Linked DNA regions of Mus musculus: region 1 is linked to region 2. The links are chromatin contacts, called in public HiCAR-type maps. All regions are on one chromosome and are shown on one strand. Each heading gives the region's core, a stretch centred on a gene start, on an enhancer-like site or on the middle of the called end of the contact. The rest is flanking DNA. Distances are from core to core; before and after follow the strand shown. Region 1 overlaps Usp24 (ubiquitin specific peptidase 24). Region 2 overlaps Prkaa2 (protein kinase, AMP-activated, alpha 2 catalytic subunit).

The links. HiCAR-type assays count read pairs that join an accessible place to other places.
Region 1: a HiCAR-type map of kidney shows a contact between it and region 2, with 7 times the contacts expected there. The contact joins two enhancer-like sites. A contact is called at or near these places in 1 of 39 promoter capture datasets (hippocampal neurons), 1 of 484 Hi-C or Micro-C datasets (cortical neurons), 1 of 115 datasets of contacts at active chromatin or transcription factors (kidney) and 1 of 9 other capture datasets (embryonic stem cells).

Annotation. Positions count from the first base shown.
Region 1 is chr4:106,329,038-106,332,556 of GRCm38.p6, reverse strand. All of the region lies in intron 1 of Usp24 (ubiquitin specific peptidase 24), which reads right to left. Among named protein-coding and RNA genes, the nearest start is that of Gm40218, 6.4 kb to the right of the region's middle. Within about 2 kb of position 1,791, at least 45 of the 459 cell types and tissues checked have an H3K27ac peak or open chromatin away from gene starts, as enhancers often do. A contact at or near this core is called in kidney, where this site is marked.
Region 2 is chr4:105,029,115-105,032,548 of GRCm38.p6, reverse strand. Prkaa2 (protein kinase, AMP-activated, alpha 2 catalytic subunit) reads left to right here. Exons shown (of 9, transcript NM_178143.2): 9 at 1-2,899. Among named protein-coding and RNA genes, the nearest start is that of Gm52670, 12 kb to the right of the region's middle. Within about 2 kb of position 1,423, at least 7 of the 459 cell types and tissues checked have an H3K27ac peak or open chromatin away from gene starts, as enhancers often do. A contact at or near this core is called in kidney, where this site is marked.

The DNA of each region.
Region 1 (3,519 bases), core at 542-3,041, 1.3 Mb before region 2:
ATGTTTTAAAGCTGACTTTCTAAAGTATCCTCTAAGAGTTCACTAATTTGCAGGTTTATTTCTGCAATTATTAACATACAGAATCTAGGTCAAATGTTTTAAACATGCTAATAGTGTTCCAAGTTATCTTTCAAAATGCTTAATTTCTTTTTTTTTAAATGCTTAATTTTAAATCTACAAATGTACACAATCTCCCAGATGGTATTTTTGATACGCTGTTTAATATATAGACAACAAAAGGACAGTTTAAAAGTGAAGGAAGGGCTGGAGAGATGGCTCAGTGGTTAAGAGTACCGACTGCTCTTCCGAAGGTCCTGAGTTCAAATCCCAGCAACCACATGGTGGCTCACAACCATCTGTAATGAGATCTGATGCCCTCTTCTGGTGTGTCTGAAGACAACTACAGTGTACTTAGATATAATAATAAATCAATCTTTTAAAAAAAAAAAAAGTGAAGGAAACGCCAGGCATGGTGGTGCATGCCTTTAATCCCAGCACTCAGGAGGCAGAGACAGGTGGATTTCTGCGTTTGAGGCCAGCCTGGTCTAAAAATGAGTTCCAGGACAACCTAGGCTATACAGAGAAACCCTATTTCGAAAATCCAAAAATCCAGAAATCCATCCCCCCACTCCCCAAAAAAATGAAGGAAACAAATCTGAAACAGTTTGTAAACCAGGCTACCAACTGGCCCAGGATTGTACAGCTTATTTCCAAGTACTCAGTACCCATACTGACTGCATACACTCAGGCAGGGCTCAGGAGTGCTAACGTGATAGGCTGACACAGCACCTGGGGAAGTGACAGCAACTGCTTGGCATCCTTCTCCTCCTGAAGCCCAGCAGCCTTCACTAACTTACAAGGAATTACAGACAGAAAGAAGAAAGCAAAGGAAGGAGGTAGCTCCATAGTAACTTTGACCTTCTAACCCAAACAATATTTAACAAAGGGAATCATGTTGACTAAAGACAGAAACTTTGTGAGGAAGGGTATATTTAAGATGGCCTACAGTCAAATACTTCCTCATGTTACAAAGAAATACATGGCTGTGCAGTCGGCTGTAGTTCTCAAGAGGCTACAGCAGGAGGATTGCTGCAAACTGAAGGCCAGCCTGGCCTACAGAAACCGTCTCTCAAATAAAGTTGAGTGTAATGGTGCAGGCTTTAATCCCAGTACTTGGGAGGCTTGGGCAGGAAGATTATTGTACACCTGAGGCCAGCCTGAGCCACAGAGCAAGGCCCTGCCTGAGAGAAAGAGAGAGAATGAACATTTTTAAAAGTAGACATGCTGGGCGGTGGTGGCACACGCCTTTAATCCCAACATTTGGGAGGCAGAGGCAGGTGGATTTCTGAGTTCGAGGCCAGCCTGGTCTACAAAGTGAGTTCCAGGACAGCCAGGACTATACAGAGAAACCCTGCCTCGAAAAACCAAAAAAACAAAAACAAAACAAACCAACCAAACAAACAAACAAACAAAAAACAGTAAACATTGTCCACCCAAAAATGCAAGAGGACAATTTTTTTTTGATTTTGATAATGAGCCAAAAGTCACTATCCTCTAAGTGACAAGATTTGACATACCAAGATCTATATGGTCCCTTCCAACCCTGAGACAAATCTTCTATTTTAATCCCTAAAGTTATAACATGAAACTTTATTTGCTGGAACAAGGAAAAGAACAGCAGAAACCAGTCGGCTGTGGAGACGGTTTCTGCTTTGTAAGGATATCTGGCTATGTAGCCTTGATACTTCTCTCCAGATTGTTGTCACTATGCACTGGGGGAAGGAGAAGCAAGGTTGCATCATTTCTGACCTTCAACCCTTAGTGAATGCTTGGAATTCCTTTACTACAGACCTGTTCTAGATGTTAACCAAATAAAGCTCAGAGTGATGAGAAGCAAAGAGGACTTGCTTGCCATCCACTACCGATGCGTGTGGGCCTCTCTGCGCACACACATTGTAAACTATTGATTGATGGTACAAAGGAATATACTTGGCCAGCATCATTTCAGTAGGAATTGAGTGCTAGCTACTCACCCAATACATCACATTCTGTCAAAAACAAACAACAGTTGTTCCTGTGTGTAAGACTGAAGCAGCGATGATCTGTTGCTACTATAATTCAACAGAACATTTCAAAATGAGGCATGAACCGTGAGAAGTAAATCACACAAATGAAAATAACACTGTCAATTTATTACTTTGGTTAGCATTTCAACATAAAACATACCACAAAAGTCAAAATAGGAATAGTAAGCCAGAGCCCAACTGTAAGTGGCCTCTGCAAAGGCTTTCCTTCACAGGGCTGCTAGGCCTCTCCAGCAAGACTTCCAAACAGCCCCAACACCCATCCAGATCTAAAGGACTCTGCTGTGTTATCAAGGACTTTTGAGATAGAAGATTAGTTCCTATGCAGGTGGCTTACACCTCTAGTCCAGCACCTGGGAAGGTAGGTAGGTGGATGGCCACAATATGAGAACCCATCTTTAAGAAAAACAGAACAAAACAAAACCAACCAACCAAACAAACAAACAAACAAAAACCAAACAGGCCATGGCCCTGCGCTCTGGGAGACAGGTGCAGGTAGATCTCTGAGTTCAAAATCACCAGGGTCTATACAGGTCTGTCAGGGCTACAGAGTAAGCCCTGTGTATGTAAAAAATAAACTGCTTTGTTTTTTTTTTTTTAGATTTATGCTTTTAGGAAAAAAATAAATAAATGGCACTATTCTTAAGAGACAGTAGTTGAGAAAATACCAACCCATGGATATTAAACATTCAACAAATAAGTAAATAAAAATTCTGTACATGGCAATAAAAATTTTTCCCTTAAAATTTTTTGAGTCCTGGCAATGGATACCACTGTAGATAAATTATATCACAAAAAATTCTAAGGCACTATCCAAATTCTTTTGATAAATCTATATTTCTTCATACTTAACTCAGAATCTTAAAGTCTCCAGCTTCTAAAAATCAAATATAGTTTATTACATTTTGAACATAAAAAAATCTACTAGGCTCAAGGCTATAATAAAGAAGTGTGATGGTTAATTCTATGGTCAACTTAATTGGATTAAGAAATGTCGGGCTGGTGAGATGGCTCAGTGGGTAAGAGCACCCGACTGCTCTTCCAAAGGTCCGAAGTTCAAATCCCAGCAACCACATGGTGGCTCACAACCACCCGTAATGAGATCTGATGCCCTCTTCTGGTGGCTCACAACCACCCGTAATGAGATCTGATGCCCTCTTCTGGTGCGTCTGAAGACAGCTACAGTGTACTTACATGTAATAAATAAATAAATAAATAAATAAATGTGTTAAAAAAAAAAAAAAAAAAAAAGAAATGTCTAGGGCACAAGGGAAGCTTAGCTTTGTGTTTGTGATGCTAGAGGCTAAACTAAAAAGAGAACCTGGCCTGGATATGGGTAACAACACCCCTGGCTGGGGTCTGCCGCTGAAAACAAAACCAGGAGGAAAGCAACTCTGTCCTTTCTCTGCTTCCTGATTTGTTCAGATAAAGAGCT
Region 2 (3,434 bases), core at 174-2,673:
CTCCCAGGGTGAAGTCTCATACCTAAATGTGAGACTGCCCGTAGACTTGTCTGCTTTGTGTTTGGTTCAGTCTGGCAACTTGTCCTTCAGTTCTCTGTGGCTTGTTAAGTAGGGCTTATGGCTTAGTAGTTCTTGGCAACTCTGTTGAAAACTCTGGATAGTAAGTGTGATCTAGGACTTGGCCTCAATTTAAAACCCTAAAATGAAAGGGATGGACACAGAGCTATCGTCCCTCTGAGCTCTGAAGTCATGCCTTGTTTACTACTTCAGAGCGTCAGTGTGAGTGTTCACATTTTATGTATTTGTTTGCTAGTATGAGTGTTTTTTCCTTAGTCCGAGGCATTTCAAAGGTACACTAACCAAAAGTACTTGGACTACTGGAATGCAAAACTGAAAACATGGTGTGGATTTAGCATTCATTAGAAGATGACTGCTAGGTAGCAGTGGTGGGGCCCATGCATTTCCAGGTCTGCTAGTGCTCCCTCGCAGTACCCAGTCCAGTAAGCAGGCTCACTGCAGTTGATCATCTTCTGGGCTGAACAGAAAGAGTTTGTGAAACATCTGAGAGTCAAGTAATAAAAATAAACACTGGTGTGTTGTTTGTAAGTCCTGGAATGACATATAGTAGTTATAAGTGAATGTAGTTAGTCTAATTATAAAAGCTAGTTGATTGCACTAACTAGATGTAATTTTGTGAAATATTTATGATTATATTGATTTTATTATAAGTATTTATAAGTTATTGAGGGTGCTTAAAATCCAGAAAAATCTCTAGGACATATTTTTTTTTCTGAAATTGTATTTATATGATTTGGGTGTAGGGAGTTTTATACTGGTGACTGAGCCCAGGCTTCCCGTGTAAGAAGCAAGGGCTTAACTTCAACCTCAATCCCCTGGCCCTCTACATGATTCTGAAAGTCCAGGCGCTCTTTGTCGAGGAAAATTAGCCCCAGCCCGATCTAAATGATCACAGTTTGTGACTGCTAGCTGAACTAGGCTTATCTAAATTTCATTTTGGCCATTTTTAATTTTGTGCATAAATGAGATGACACTGTTTTTATACAGTGTGTCTCTCTGAGCTACCTAATCACTATTGGCTCTGATAGAAGTTCACCAAGCCTTTTTAAACTTGGAAACGTAACTTAAGTTAATGAGCTTTAAGTCATGCATATATGTATGTGTATATATACATATGGATTATGTAAACAAGTTAGCAGCGGCGTCTTTATCAGCGGCGCCTTTCCTTGAATATTTATGATGCGGTTGATGCTACTGAACAGTAATACCGTGAGGAACAGGCCCCAGTCTAGACTCTAGACTGGATGGAGTTTTGATTAAGCTTCTTCAGCCATAACCTGTTCAGAATCAGGTCCAATCCAGACGTTATCAGACTGCAGGCCTGTATTTTGTGAGCCAACATTAATGTTTACTGCCAGCCTTGCATAGCAGTGCCGGTTGCGACTGCATGTGACTTTTAGTAACTGTAGTTTATGTCTAAAAGCAGTTCAAGTTTTATAGAGGTAATTCATGATTATTTGAACAAGCAGGGTGGGTAATTCAAATATATTTAAAGTGCAATTAAGGAAATTCTAGGGTATAATATTCTTTCCAGTTTTAAAAAAAATAGTTAAGGATTTTTAGAATGTCCTAGAATGAAAAAAATTTTTTTTGGACAGACTTTTTAAAAAACAAGGTTTATACAGATTTTTTTTTTTAATTCAAGGTTTGCTACTTTGTGTTTATTTAAATTTGCAAAGAGAAACCGAAGCCTCCTAGGAAAGAGTTGCATTGTTATTTTTCTCCTGCTAGTCTGAATGTGCATTTTCACAGCTAAAAGTCACTTGTAAATAAGGTTTGTTACCACATTCGAAGCCCATGTTTTCTAAATGGAGAACATTTTCCCAGAATCAAAGAGACATAGACCCACTGTCTACACAAAGAAAGAAAGCGTACCTGGTGCCTTCTCAAATAATTGTAGAGTCAAAGTGAACGTGTTCCAAGTCTGCCCCACCCCACCCCCTCTCCTGTTCCTCGGGTTCTCTGTGACCTACCTGTCCCTCCCACAGACGGTCACAGGATTTGCTTCTGCCCTTTCAGTTCTACTTGACCAAACCTCACAGCATCACCAGTGACGTTCTTCACTGAATACATTTTCTCTTTCACTTATTTCACTTTTTAAAGCCACCTGGGAAAATATTTGGCTGCCTTCTTATGCTTTTAAAATGAATGCAATTATTAGCAGTGTTTATATTTGAAAGTTTATAAAGGAAAGAAATTCAGAGCTAAGGACTGACTCTTAATTGGATCTAATTCCCTGTGTGTTACGATAGCAGCACAAGTTATGTAACCTTGTGTAGTTTTCTCTTGTACAAAATGTGGATGATAACCTACCTCACAGATGTGTGTGAGAAGCCGTTTCAAAGCCCCTAAGTAGGGGTTTATAGTCCCATCCTCAGTGTCAATCCTCCCTTTTTTACTAGACACCTTTGAGAATGGTAGGATGAGTATCTTGTTTTTAGATGTCATATGTAATAAGGGCATAGTGCTGAGAATGTTTAAGACACAGTTTCACAAATCATAGTGTTCTTACTGTAAGACACTTAAAAATTTCTTGAAAACCTCAAATGTTTAAATATCGAATCTGTCTTTTGTTTCAATAAATATTGTTATTCAAAGTGTTGTCTGAAGCTGCCTTAATGTACCAAAATACAACTGTCAAAACTGTTCACAACTATATTCATGGTTGTACTGTTTTGAGTGTTCATTTTGAAGTTGCTATGAACTATGACCTTGAAGGATAGTATTTTGATATTATTTTGGTAGGAATAGTTGTGGTTTTTTTTTTCATCATGTTTAACAGTGACTTTTGTGTGTAAAAAATAAAACTGAAACTTGGCAGATACTAGGTTGTGTCCATGATCATCACGTAGTGTATTACTGGATAGTAATAATTTGACTTGCTTTTCTGGGGCACCATGCATTCGTTCTTAGCCTATACAATAGTCCCATAATATATGGCGCAGTGGCAGAGTACATCTCTATTTAAAAACATTGTTAAATTATTGAAATTGGGACTACTTTTTATAATCAGTTTCAGAACAGAAACCAACAGATTTACAGTTATTTTATTTAAATAACTGTAGATTATAATTTTAGTTTTATTTGTTACATATTCTTATGAGTTCAATGATCAGTGAAAAGGGTCATCTTTAGTAACCGTATAGAAAAGAGAGTGAGTTGCATAGCAGTTCCTATGTGCAGGCTCCCTCTGATTAATGTTTGCACTTGTATGGAACTCCTTGGCAACAAACACAAGAGGAAAGTGGCCTGTCTAATTGCGCGTCTGCATTTTCCACAAAATCAAATTAAAGTGTGGTTAATTTGAAAGCTATTTTTGTTTCTATTCAGTAATTATGCTAATATTCCGTGTTCCA